Regions from separate parts of the Mus musculus genome. Here region 1 is linked to region 2. A link is a contact called in public Hi-C data. All regions are on one chromosome and are shown on one strand. Each heading gives the region's core, a stretch centred on a gene start, on an enhancer-like site or on the middle of the called end of the contact. The rest is flanking DNA. Distances are from core to core; before and after follow the strand shown. Region 1 holds the start of Lifr (LIF receptor alpha). Region 2 has its middle 10 kb from the start of Gm30971.

Evidence for each region. Hi-C and Micro-C count contacts between places; a contact is called where the count stands out from the background.
Region 1: a contact with region 2 is called in a Hi-C map of stem cell-derived neural stem cells, with 2.3 times the contacts expected there. The contact joins the promoter of Lifr here to the enhancer-like site in region 2. A contact is called at or near these places in 2 of 39 promoter capture datasets (macrophages and stem cell-derived epiblast-like cells), 1 of 15 datasets of contacts at CTCF or cohesin (the NIH/3T3 cell line), 20 of 484 Hi-C or Micro-C datasets (B cells, the HL-1 cell line, the Patski cell line and 10 more), 7 of 115 datasets of contacts at active chromatin or transcription factors (the 230-238 cell line, embryonic stem cells, extraembryonic endoderm stem cells and 1 more) and 4 of 9 other capture datasets (adipose tissue, liver, macrophages and 1 more).

What each region holds. Positions count from the first base shown.
Region 1 is chr15:7,125,457-7,132,681 of GRCm38.p6, reverse strand. It overlaps Lifr (LIF receptor alpha), which reads right to left and starts at 3,110. Exons shown (of 20, transcript NM_001358593.1): 1 at 2,856-3,110.
Region 2 is chr15:7,060,628-7,067,700 of GRCm38.p6, reverse strand. No RefSeq gene overlaps it. Among named protein-coding and RNA genes, the nearest start is that of Gm30971, 10 kb to the left of the region's middle. Within about 2 kb of position 5,535, at least 20 of the 459 cell types and tissues checked have an H3K27ac peak or open chromatin away from gene starts, as enhancers often do. A contact at or near this core is called in cerebellum and stem cell-derived neural stem cells, where this site is marked.

The DNA of each region.
Region 1 (7,225 bases), core at 1,861-4,360, 67 kb before region 2:
GATGGAAACTCATGACAGCCAGTCTGTTTGTCCCGTATAAGCTGGATCTCAGTTTCCCGAAAATTGCCTGGAATATTAACAGAAGACTGATAAACACCTATTTATGAAGAACAAATATGGACCAGTGTTAACAACACTTTTGTATTGACACCACAATGTTAGGTCCCAAAGAAAACAAAGACCATATTCTAAATGCTAAGAGTGGATTGGATTTTAATTAGATTTTTAAAGGTTCCTCACAGCTTATAGAAGGAGGAGGAAGAGGAGGGGATTGGAAGGGGAGAAGCGAGAAGACGAAGAAGAGGAAGAGCCTCCACATAGGATCACATAAGGCTACATAATGCATTGTGCTCAAATGCTAGCATTAGCGAGGCCTAACCTCTACAATTTATTCTGCTTCCAAAATCACTCTTAAGAGATGCCAAGGACAAATACTTTCTCTAACAATGAAGGTGTAAAAGCAATTTATTCACATTAAAGTAGAAGCCAGTGGTGATCAACCACAGAAACACAGACTTTATCCTAATGAGAAGCAAATTTTCTGGAACACACACACAAAAAAAAAAAAAAAAAAAACTCCCCTGCCTTCAATTTAATAATAGGTATAAGCCTTCACTGCATATTCAAAAACATTTAAACTCTTAGGATTTTTTTTTTAAAGACAGGATCTCATAATATAGCCCTGGCTTGGAACTCAGTACGGAGCCTAGGCTGGCATAGAACTCACAGACATCCACCTGCCCCTGCCTCAGGAGTCATGGGATTAAAGGCTCCACACAGGGCCTGGTGGATTATTCTTGTAAGTGCACAGTTTTACTTTGTTTTGTCATTAGGAGGATGACTTTAGGTCCTGGCCATCATAGCTCTCATTTCACAGCAAAGATGCCACAAATCCCCATGGGTCACTTTGGAGTCATTAAATCAGAGAATGTGCACTGGGCAGAGCTGCCTCCACTTCCTGCAATGTGAGGACGCAACTTTGGGGCCCTGGGAATAACTGAAACCCACTTAAAAGCCTCAAAAAGAAAAGTGCTTTACAACAACCTCACAGCAAGATATCAGAAGACTATACCTGTGAAGAAAGAGAACCTTAAGTAAAATATGGCTTATCCTTAAAGGAGTTCTCAGATGTTGTGTCAGAGGGAGAGGGAGGTGGCTCCCTCGGGGGATGGAGGGATGGGGGTGGGAAGAACACTGGAGACTGTCTGGACTTAGGACTTCATGGGGAGGCAAAGAGCTGGTACAGAACAGGGCATGCGACTATCCCAGCCAGCAGAAAGACAAAAAAGAGCAAAATGCTACCAAGCATTGGGCTACATTCGGAGAGAGAAAAGAGCCAGAAAGCTGGTGCTTACTGATGCTAAGGGAGTGGTAGGAGAGAGATGTGCCCTTTACTCTGAACTACGTAACCAGTGGATTTTCTCTAATGTGAAGAGGTGCCCCACAAATTAATATGGTAACGTCTTCACACCATCACTACACTATTCCTAACACAGTCCCCCCAAAAATGAGTCTTCCGTAGCAAAAGTTTTTAAAACTCAGGAAATAATTCATTTGGTTTTAAAAGCACAGTCCTCGGTCCTCATTCCCCAGAGGAGACTCCAAGTCTCCACTCACTGGAGCAGAGCAGCCTGTGATCTCACCTCTCACAAGGCAAACACACCTCAGCTCAACTCTGGCCTGAGAGCAAACAGCAGCTCCGGCCTCCTTGACAATACGCCTCCTATTGAAACTGAGCTTAAGGTTCCTCATGGATGCCTCCAAATGAACACAGTTTCCACCTGGTTGGAAGAAGGAAAGTCAGGGAGAGAAAGAAAAGAGCACAGTCCAGTGTTTTTTAAAAGCACAGGCTATGCTGAGATTTGCTTCCCTCTGCCAGTCTCACCCGAGGAGCCTCTGCTCCTAGTGGAGTATGACTTCAGATCTGTGTCAAGATAATCCTGCAAGGGGAGGGGACGGCATCAGTTGCAATAAACAAATGCTTTAGTTTTTCACTGGGGGCGGTGCTTTAAATATAACGTGGGCACCGCTTTTGAACTCCTGACTAACGTAAAGTCAGGTCAACTCTAAGCAAATATTATTTGCTGGGTTAAATATGCAAGGGAAGGCATTGGATGGCAAAGTTTAAACTGAAAGTTCTGCTGAAAAACCCACTTTAAAGAAACAAAGTAAACGCAAAGAATGCATGTAACTGTCAGTCAGTAACAGCGCACGTGTCCTTTCAGTATCTGACTGCATTAAACACAGCTACAGAAAGGGACCCAAAGATAACCCTAGTGTAAACGAAAGATTCGTGTGTCTTGGCAGCTGAAGTGGGGGCTAGAATCACATAACTCAAGCTCCTGTGTAAGTTCACAACACTTGCTGTGCAGTTTTCTGTGCGTCTGGGTCCACGATCTCAGCTTTGTGCTTTAGACAACACATCCGGAAAGCCATCCATTAGGAAGCCTAACTTTGCTTGCCTACACTTTAACTTGGGAGTTTAATAAGTTTAGCGCCTTCGGACACAAGCACCTAGAACTACAGACAGGTCAGTCAAATGCACCATCAAAACAGAAAGGACGAGGAACTACTTTTCTGAAGCGCTGAGGTTTAGGGGCAGGAAACCATCTGGCAGGTCGCAGCTCCGAATGGGGAATTAAAGGTCCTGCCCATCCCCCTGGTAACCTCTGGCCTTGGAACTCAGTGCCCTTCGCGCCGCACAAGTTTCCCGCGGTGTAGCCCGCGTGGGCGCGGGCTGCAGGGTTGACCCCTCGGCTGGCACGGACGGCGTGAGCCCGAGTGGCGTTGCCCCAGAGCCGGGGACGCGCCCCCCGCACGCGCTCCGGGCTGCCGCGCCGCGCCCCCGCACTCACCAGCCGCTCCCGCGCCGCTATCTTGCCATCCCAGTCGGCCGCCGCCCCGGGGCAGCCCGGACCCTGCAGCACAGGACTGCAGTCCTGAAGGAGCAGTCCGGTGGTAGCAGCCGCCGTCCTGGCGCCCCTGTCCCCTTGCAGGCCGGCTCTAGCGGCCACCGACGACCGGCCGCCGCTGCCTTCTCCCAACCCCGCGAGCCACCGCAGCGCCAGGCGACGATAACGGCCGCGGCCACTGCCGAGACGCTCCGGCGCAGACTGCGCGCCCGGAGGCGGCGCCTGCGAGGAGCTCGGCGGGGGGCGCAGCACCCAGGCCCCGCCCAGGCCCCGCCCCGCGCGCCCCCGCAGCCTTCTCCGCCGTCCCTGCCGCGCGCACGGGGACGCGGGCCCGCGGGCCCGCGAGGCCGCGCGTGAGTCGGAGCCTCTGGGTCGCGCGCGGGCCCGGCGCCCAGGGAGGTGCCTCTGCCGAGACTCCGGTCGCGCGGCCAGCCTTGCAAGGTCACCGAGCGGCGGGCGAGAGCGCAGCGGCCCTGCGGGTGCAAAGCCTCCGGAAAGGCCAGCGGAGCCCAGGCGGCCCTGCGGGAAGCAGCGCGGCTCCCAAACCGCTGTCATTGCACTTTGCAAGCCGTGCGCGGAGGAGGAAACTCGTGTCGCCCCGAAAAGGCACACGGACGCCAATTACTGCGGGTTTTTTTTTTTTTCCTTTCTTTCTTTCTGATTTTGTGCATTACCTAAACTGCCCCCAAGCCGGGGCGCTGCCACTCAGTTCCCCTACTTTCTTGGTGAGGGGACCTCTCAGCTCCTGAGGGCCTGCGGGGGCAACTGAGAACATCCTGGAGCCATCTAGTCGTGCCTCTGAGGCGTGTTGGGCTTATTTGTGCAGAGAAGAAACGGATCCCTTAATGGGGTGAGATTTTTCCTCCGTGCATTGTTCCCATTTCCGCAGTTTCACTTGGCCTCGGTGTTCCTTCCAGAGTAATGCACCAAATGAAATTGGTAGGAGTGTTTTATGGCGCAGAGTCGTGGTTTGAAGATGTTTACGCTCTGTGCCGGACGCGTTTGATGGTGTTCTCTTTAGCACAATTAATTTTGCAAAGTTCAGAAATGTGCCAGACGGAGCCACTGGCACGCAGTCACATGGCTGTGCAGACACACCTTCCATAGGGAGCCGCTTGTTTGTTTTCAGATGTGATTTATCTGGTGCGCCAGGGCCAAGGAGTTTGTGAGGGACCTTTGACTGAAATTCTAGACTTTAGAATCTACAGCAATTTGCAAATCGGCAGGATGAAGCTTATTTTCTAAAATAAATATCCCCCGTTAATAATGTAACTCCAAAATGGGCAACAAGACACCTGAAAATATACTGCATGAAAAAATAAATTCTTAATAACATCTTTCAAAATAAAGTCACTAAGAGTATCCTAGTGACCAACTCCACTAAAGTGCATATTTTGAACATGAAGTGCCTCCTGCTGTCCATGACTGTTTCTGGACTGTGCTGAACCCGCCCCCATTTAAGTTGGACCATATTGCTTTTCCTTTATCCCCATTCTTTCCCACAACTTGAGAGACTTGGTATTCATATTGCAGTATTCTGTCTTTTCTATTAGACACAGCACCTATGGCTCACAGAGCTTTTAGGAGCTAACAAAAGTATTTTCATTTGTTTTCAGGTCAGAAGAAAAAAATAGATTCAAGTGTTTTAATGTAGAATAATATTGCTATCTTTGTACCTAAGGTAAACAAAATAAGAATGTTTAATGTTTAATAACTAAAGAGACTCATACATATCTAGAGTTCATGAAAAGCATGGCACAGCCTCGTTGTCCAGGACCTAGCATCCTTTTGCATGGAAAAAAATAGATAAGTAAACCTCAGACAAGACAACCACATGATTTTCACCTTGCATAGAACGCTGGCCCCTGTGGCCTTGCTCTCTTGATATGAATTTACTATTTAATCCTTATAACACACCTGTGAACTGAGTTCTGTTCCCACATGTAGGAACAGATACAAATTTCGTGGGGCCTGAAGTTTGTGCAGTTTGGGTGGCCCTCTTAAAAGAGCAAACAAAACAAAACAAATGAGAATATCCAACACGGTCCAGAACCACTCAGCACCTGGGGGAACAAAGAGGCCGGGCAGCCAGAAAGAGGCCTCTGTCTCAGCCATAGTGGCTAAGTTACCTTACCTTACAAATTGTACAAAGCACACATGGTCGTATAAACATACTGCCTAGGTTTTCTCGTATAGGGACGGAGAAAAGCTATCTGGAAGTTTGCCATCACAGAAAAACCCGCTTTGTATGTACCCATTCCACAGGCAAGAGTTTGGGAAATTCGTCACAAGTTGTTTGTTGAAATCTGTAACACTTTCATGATTCTGTGGAATGGCTAGAAGAATTGCAGTATGCACACTTCTCTAGGAGAAAGAATGGTTTCATATTTACATAAGATAGATACCATTTGTTATAAAGAAACCACTTTTAAAAATAGCAGTAACCATGTTGGATGGGACCAGTCCATAACTCATGTGAAGGCATTTGCTAGGACTCTGCCATCAGTGATGCCAGAGGCAAGTCAATTCTTTTTATCTCTGTGTTAAAAAAAAAAAAAAAAAAAGTAAATTAACCAGGAGTCACAGCTCAATTGCAAGTGCCATGGATGGACCCTATTTTTGTCTCCTTTTTCTGGATCCAGTGTGTTTTTAAATATCACTCTATATAATATCTATGGATTGCATTTTCATGAGATGCTATAATGTTTGTTTGCTATTTAAATGGCATATTAGGAAGAGCCTGACACATCTTCATAAACGTCTGACAGACAAATAAGGACATCGAGATAATAAATCACATAATTAGAGGTAGAAGGGTCAGTTATTTGGCAAGCTGATATGGAATAGATACAAGGCAGTGAGATACCGAAGCCTCACGCTCGATGCTTTCTTCTCATCTCATTGCTCTATGGTGAAGACTCAGACTCTTCTACACGGCAATTGCCTAGTCTACCTGCCTTTTTGTTTTGTTTATTCCTCCTCCTCTTGCCCCTCCTCTTCTTTCTCTTCCTCCTCTCCCTCCTTCTCCTCTTCCTCCTCTACTCTTCTCTATAGGAATTTAAAAAACAATAATAATAATGATAACCCATAATAAACATTCTAGGATTAAAAGGCTTTTGTCCTTCGCAGAACAAAAATACAGCAGCAAAGCAGAGATGACGGGAGGTTTGTTTTTGAATCTCAGCATCACCGTGGCCCTTCAGACAGCTTCTCTTGATGAATGACCTCATATGTATAGAGCTTGTCAGTCAGCAAGGCAAGGAAGGCATGCTGTCTTCCTGGAAGAACTGTTGGAACCAGATAAGAATCTACAAATTAAGCACAGTTCTTCACTGGCGAGTGGTTGAAGTGGCTGAAACCACTCCTCATTTTCAGTCTGACAGATGAATGTAGATTTAAATTGGTTTATTTCAGAGCACAGTTTTGGACAAGATTCAAAACTTTAATTAGATCCCTGTAAGAAGACATATGAGGGTAATCAGCTCATTTGCTCTAGATTTGATATTCCTTCCCCAAAGTGGTTTGGAATGCTATTTAAGGGACATGGGTTTTTTTGGTTTTTGTTTTTTTGGTTTTTTTGTTTGTTTGTTTGTTTGTTTGTTTAAAGCAATAAACACCATGAAACAAAGTATCTCCCCAGAATCCTGTCCCAAATATATTCTCTTCCAGCTAAAATGGCTTCAGAGGTATCACATAAAATACATTGGTAACGCATCACATCTCTAGCAGGGCACTGACTGAATTGTATTTTGTTTGTACTCTGATTATTTGTACTGTGCTTTCTTCCAAAAAGAAGTTTACATAGGAAGACAAACATTTAAAACTATTAATAATAATAATAATAATACACCTGGTTGAGGCAAGTAATAGGATATAAATACAAAATTAAACTCCAAGCTTCCCCATAACCATGAAGTAGGGGAAGTGGGAGTTCCCATAACTCTCACTGTCTAGTAAAAGAAATCATAGTTTCACTTAGGAGAAATTATTCCTGGGCCAAACTCGTCAAGGAACCTGGTCAAAAGAGTATTTATGCCGGGTGTGGTGGCGCACGCCTTTAATCCTAGCACTTGGGAGGCAGAGGCAGGGGGATTTCTGAGTTCGAGGCCAGCCTGGTGTACAGAGTGAGTTCCAGGATAGCCAGGGCGATACAGAGAAACCCTGTCTTGAAAAACAAAAAAGAGTATTTATATGAGGAATATACAAAAGTCTAAGACTTTTTTGTGGGCAGAAAAAAACTCAAGTAACTTCATTGCTATAGTGTGACACATCACTGTGTCAATTTTGCTACAGTTTCCTTGGCCAGACATTTT
Region 2 (7,073 bases), core at 4,286-6,785:
GCTTTGCCCTCGGACTCAGCTGTGTCTGCGTTCTGCTGCAGGCCCTTCCCAACACTAAATCTGGGAATGAATTCTTAATCAATATTTGTGGACCTCAAGAAGTTTGCTCGTCTCCCTTGAGTCTCCATTTGAAAGTCTGTAGCATAAGGAGATTCTTTCTCCTGTGATAAGTCGTTCCCTGGTGGGATAACAAACACCACAGCCGGCTGGCTCTCAGCTGTTGCTCATAATTGACAGTTACTGGTTATCATGTGGAATAAACATAAACAGGGAGAAATGACTTGTGGCACATTTCAAACACTCTTGGGGCCCACTGTGCCTTCAGACCATGGCTTTGCATATGTGCGGGGCAACAGAGACATGGCTAAAACTTAATCTTGACTCTTAAGATGATCCTAAACCCAGGGCTTCTCCTGTGAACACCAGCCTTCAGCCTTCTCTCCAGTGAACCTCTAGGCAGGGATGTGATGCCCCTAACAGTGTGACCTTAGTTACTTGTCTCTTTTTCCTCTATGACCCTGAAGAAGAAATCTCTGTATAGCCCTGGCTGTCCTGGAATTCACTCTGTAGACCAGGCTGGCCTTGAATTCAGAAATCCACCTGCCTCTGCCTCCCAAGTGCTGGGATTAAAGGAGTGCGCCACCACTGCCTGGCAGAAGAAATCTTAAAACCTCAATGACTAAAAAAGTTAGCAGGAGAGATGTGATCCAGAACAAAGACCTTGGGTTTCTATTTACTGATTAACCATCCTCCGCTCTTCCTTGAAGTAACAGCTCACTGACTATGTTAGCCAGCAGTCACCACTAAACCCGTGTTCCTCTGCATTGGTACAGACAGTTTCAGAATTGATAGCTTTTTCTATTCCCACAGCTTATACAAATGTTTATGTCTAAAGTGAACCTTAGTCCCCTCTGTCTTCTGAGAGCAATACAACTCTCCTCAAACATTTTACAATGAACAAACTCTCATCCACCGGGCAGAAAACAGAACACGGAAGAGTCATTACGCAGATGAAATGGCCAAGAACCGAAAAGCTTGCACACATGAAGACACATGGGTGGCAGTTTGACAGGAGAAACAGAAACCTGAACTTCACATATACCAAAGCAGTGATGCAAACAGGCTTTCTGTATCTTCCAGTGCCTGACCCGTGGAAAGATCGCTAGAATCTTTATCCCACCGCTCTTAGCATTTGAAAGAGGGTCAAACAACTCCAAAACGATAGAAACAGCAAAGTACTTAACCACACCATATCGACTAGATGTAGATAGAAGTTTCCAGGAAGGGGAATCAGTGGGGTCTGGTAATGCCGAGAAGGTCTTTGTGAAGACAGGAGGTTAGACCAGGTGGTGGAAGATAAGTTGAGGTTTCAGTAGGAAGTGGGATAAAAGGGAAACATTGGGAAATGGCAATCTGTTGGTTGGGGGAAGTGGAGAGGGGAGAGAGAAAAGAGGAGAGAGGAGAGATGGAAGGGAGAGAGAGAGACAGAGACAGAGACAGAGACAGAGAGAGAGGGAGACAAAGGAGAGTAATATGAATTTGTGTGAGTTGAAAGGCAAGAAGTTGCTGATGACAATCAAGTAACAAGTCTCACAAAGTCTTCACTTTCACACTACATTTCCCACAGTCCTCTGCTTCATTCCCCCCTTCTCCTCCTCCTCCTCCTCCTCCTCCTCCTCCTCCTCCTCCTCCTCCTCCTCCATTCCCCACCAGAGAATCCCCTCTTGCTGTATTTGACATCTCTTGCCTCCTATCTTGTATGTAGCTCCTTCACTACGACACAGCATTCATATAAGGTTGGTCATTTCACACTCAGATTCACTTCCAAGAAGACCAGAGTCCTGTGCGTTCCCAGCACAAGGCTGCTTGGTAAATATTACCCAGCGGCTGGCTGCATGCAAGTGGGTAATTTCCCTCAGTGGCAAGGCTCCGAGAAAACCCAAAAGAAAAAAAGTGTGTGTGTGTGTGGGGGGGGGCATGACTGTTATTTTGGCATCATAAAGAGAAAAAAGACGAGGGACCTGAATGTTAATAGGGACTATAAGGATACCCTACTAAAGGTCTGAAATTTCAGTACCCGTAGTAGGCTCCATTTTTGTCTTTTCACTCTCTTTCCCCACCTCCTCCCCTGTCTCCAGAAATTTCCACAAATGAATCCATTTGCAAAGAAAAAGGCAACTTGACTACAGCACCTTTCAGAAAACAGAGGCCTCTGAAAACTTTGGTCTGGACTGACGCCTGTGTCCCCTGTCCGGTCTCTGAATCACTCCCTATAATTTGTTCAGCTTGATTCTAGCCTGAGCGTCCAGGCAGTGGGTACCCACAGTCCCTCCTCAGCCACGAAGGAAAGGCATCCTTCCTTCTTGCCTCCTCTTGCCTCTCTGAGGTAGCTGGCTTGTTGCCTGGCTATGCCAGAAAGCGTCCTGACCACCAGCAGCTACTGTGGTCAGCAGAGGAAGAAAAATCTCGGGTGTTCACAGCTAAACTATGACTTGAGAAACACTGGCGACAGAGGGTTGGCTGGGTCGCAGGTCAAGAATAGCAGCAGAAATGCCCTCTCTGACTCTGCGCCCCCGCCCCAACAAGCCCCCAAAGAACCTCAGAGAGTATCAGGGCCGAACCACTAGGCTTGGCACAGCCTCACTCCTCAAGTTAGGGCCAGCGAGGACCCCACAAGGATTTCTTAAAGGATCCGGGTGAGGGTAACGGGTGAGGGGGTGAGGGTAACGTAGAATCCCTATACATGTATCAGTGGCATTTGTTCTGTTAAAGCAACAGTGCCAAGATTAGGCAGTCTAGTCAAATTTGAGATGTGTCTCCATTGTGGGATACAGGGCCATACTGTCACCATTGATGTAGTTCTTCCTTGTCACCATGGTATGTTCTGGTAAAGCCCTTTGCATCACTGAATTGAATTAGTAACCTAGCCTTGTTGGTTGGATATTTTTCCCTTAATCAATCCATTTGCAGAACCAAAGCGTAAGACTTGTCTACCTCTGGCCTCTACATAACTCAACACACTCTTTTTTTTTCCTTAGTCAACACCTTAAGTCAAACCCAATGATCTAGCAAACAGGTATGAGAGTTTATTGCTTTCTGCTTTACCTTTTTTTTTTTTTTTGTAATAAACGGGGCTTGGGCACATTTATTGCAACACTATTTACAATAGCCAAGATAGGAAATTGGGCACGATGCCCAGCAACAGACAAATGGTGTAGGGAATAGTATATATCCACTTTGGAGTATTATTCAGTCATTAAAAAAAAAAGGGATCTTGTTATTTGCAGCCAAATAGATGGAACCAGAAGTTACTGTGTTAAGAAGAATCCAGACACAAAGAGACAAGTATTACACCTTCTTTCTCATGTGTGGAAAATGAAAAATAGAAAAATTGATCTGAAAGTAGCCTAGAGATGACAAGGGATTGAAAAGTGTAAAACTGGGGAGGGTGCAAGGGGAGGAAGAAGGGTGGCTGATGCACGTATGGACAGACACATCACAGTGACTCCCACTAACATGTGGGAGTTAATGTGTGTCGGCAAATAAATAAACATTCAGGAGCATGAGCAGTCATATCTGCAGCATGTGCTGTACATTGGAATCAGGGTCACGTGCTCTGTGTTCCCTAGTTATTTTTATTCACTTAAGACAAGCAGAAAAAGCCCAGGAGGCCCTGAGGACATGAAAATTAAGTGTGGCAGCCGAACTTGGCATGTGCAGGAGCAGCTCAAGTAAGCAGGCACTCACTGGGCACTGGGAGGAGCTGAGGTCGCTCTCTTCCTGAAGAAAGCCTGAAGAGAAGGGCCATTGCTTCTTATGACTAAGCTTGCCGACTGTCTTCCAGCTAAGGAAGCAGGAGGGAATTTGCTTGTGAAAATAACAGGAAAGCTAGGAAAGGCTACGGCAAGAAAGTGAGATTCCTGGAGATGGCCCACAGTTTTACATGGCTGTGATAGGTGCACTCCGGAGAGGCCCAGCCCCAGGGACTTTGGCCCAGGATTTGCTTCCCAGGATTAATGTGCCTTTTCTGCAATTATCACATAGCCTAAGGATGCCTGGCATCAGCCCACCCTATTGGACAAATTTCCTGCAGATCAACATGAAGATGAACGCTCATGAATTAATGCTGTTTAGATGAATTAATGACTTTATAGCATTCCTGATTTGATTCAAATAATTTTAGGAAAAAAGTTTAAGGAGATTATTTTAGTTGTTTTGCCAGAAAGGTGTAATACAGTTAGAATCAAGAATGGGATGTGTCCCCTCCTCTTAGAAAAGTAAGTAAAGACTCCATAATAAGGAATACAGTGAGCTTTCATAAATCGTACTAGGAAGAGAAATAGGCTAGGGACAAATTTGTGATCAAGGAAAAACATTCATTCTAGGTCAGGTCCACGGATAAAACCACAGGTGTGCCTATGATAAAGCAAGGCCGTGGGAAACTGTTGCTTTAAACTTATAATGAGCTTACAGAATGAAGCACTGCTTTGAATTCACTATTGGCATCCTTCTTTTACTCCCCTTTTCTGTAGCATTTTATCTTTGAGGGAATTTTATAAAGAACTTCTGTCTAAGAAGGTATAAAAAGGCTAAGAAAAGAAATAAACTGGGGTTTGGGGGCTCTGCTCCATCCATCAAATGTGTATATGTATATATATCTGTGTATCTACATGTATGTACATATATACATATGTAGGTATATGCGTATGCATATAAAGTGTGTATGTGCACTTGTGAAATTGATGAAACAGGTAGTCAGTTGAGCCTGACAAGAGTGTGTGTGTGTGTGTGTGTGTGTGTGTGTGTGTGTGCCTGACTTTCTTCATTTTCTTTTTTCTCTGGCTCACAAAGAGTTAACAAATCTGAGCCTCTTGCTTAGCCAGTGAGGGGCCTTGAGCCAGAGAGAAAAGAGCCCAAGTAATTAAGCTTTTTCTTAATTCCCTGCTGCTACCAGCAGGAGTTAAATTGCCAGAAGCTAGCAATTTTTGGCCACAGAACAGCAAAGAGTTAAAGGAGTTAAATTGCCAAAAGTAAGCAGCCTTTGGCCCAGCAACCTCCAACCCCACTTTAGCTGCCTTCCTAGGGGAACTGGTTGCAGGCCTAACCCCCCATCCCCTGACATTAAAGGACATTTAGGGTCCGTGACTGGCATTTCTTCCCAAAGACTGATGCTTTGATGGGGGGGGGGGCTCCTTGGACAGACTGATTGCAATCTTATTTGTACCAGGGCAGTAGAAACCTTGGTTGCAAGTATGCAATGCATATTGAAAAGATTACAGCTCAGCCACTGGGTGCAAATTGGTCTGGGCTGTTTACTGCGAGAGGGATATTCCTCAGTCCTTTCCTCCATGTGCAGAGTTACTGATGGAGGAAAACAGAAACCTTCTGATGACCCATGCTCCTGCCTCCAGGAGCTCCCTGGGGTGTGGACCTGCCCTCAGGAAGTGTCGCTCCACACTGGGGTAAAGGCAAGGTGGCAGGGTCAGGCTCTTGGATGTGGACCTCCTGGCCTGACTGGGACCTGGGCTTGCTCTGTGTAACTTTTGGCTCAGAGAGTGGAGCAGCTGTCAGCCCCTCCATATGAACAGCTTGGAGTTCTTTCTTCTCTGCCCACATCTCTTGCCGGGCACTTTGTTTGGGGAAGCAGCTAGGCTAACTAGTCCTGGGAGGGAAGAAAAACATTGATTTTTTACCTCCATTCAGATCAAAATTATGTTTAGCTCTTCCAGCACAAGGTCTCAGGACACAGTCACTCCCATCCTACATCTGTCCCCACTCCCTGGTGCCCTCAGCCTCTAAGGTGGGACCAAGATGCACCTGGATGCTTCCTTTGTTACTGTGACTACCAGGTAGAAGCATCCAGTCCTTTGGACTATGAATGAAACAGAGAGGGCGAGAAGTTATTTATTTGTTTGTTATTTTGCTCAGAACAAGAGATAGGGAAAACCTATGTATCTCAGAGCAAGCAACAGCTGGAAAGAGTAGCCAGCTGGTAGCTACCCTATGAGCGGGTAGTAGTATGCATGGCAGACCTATTCACTATATGAAGATGCCAGAAAGCAAAGGCCCCTGGAATTAGCTTGAAAATTAACTACTGCAGAGTGGTTTCAAAGACCCAAAAGTCTTAAACTAAAGGTCCTTTTATCAAATGTTCATGTCAGTTTAATGATAAGTTCTGAGCCTGAAGGGGGTGAGAGTGGGGGATCATGGATTTATACACACCCAGAATTTGGAAGTGGTTCCAATTCAACAACCTAAAAATCATTGATATTTCTTCCAATTGTATGGTTTGACTAAGTCCAATGACTGTTTCAATGATGATACACACCATTGGCGTGGTATTGTAATTATATCTGATTATACGAAAACTTTTCACTGTAATTTTTAAAATATATATTATTTTAACCCTAGAAATTATCTGAAAAATTGTGTTATTGTATACAAAGAACATGTGCTTCGGCATTGTATCCCTTGGTTGGGGTCTTCCTGCATCTTGGAGCAGTGAGCAGAAAGATGGTGATTTTACAATTATTTTACACCTTTATTCGAGACAAATTATTTTAATGTATGATTGGTGATCCTATTCCTAAACAATTACTAAGCTCTGATAACCTGCATTCTGAAAGTAGAGAGCTAAGTTTGGCCCCAGGGATGGCAAAAGAGAGAGAGAAAATCATGGCTTCTTACTCTTGAACACATTGCCATTTGGTGAGAGAAAGAGCCCTAGCTCATTCTGAGGTTGTAAGATGCACAGACTTCCAAGAGAGTGAAACTTCAGCAAAACTTTCCCCGGCTTTCAATAGGTGCTATTCTTAACCTAGAAACAAAGACATTCTAAAATAGAAGAGCAAACCTTTCTTTGACTCTTGTGTCAGCAAAGGGCCATAAGAGAGGAAAGGCCAATGTCACGGTTTAGTACTTCAGTAAGCTGGAAGAGTCAACACCAGCTATAAATAGGACACTAGCTCCAGGGCACCTTCTCTCTCCACTAGCTAACACCACATCCCCTTGACTGAGGGATACCCATTAACCTAAGGCTGCAATTCATTTCCACAACTACTAGCAAGGCATAA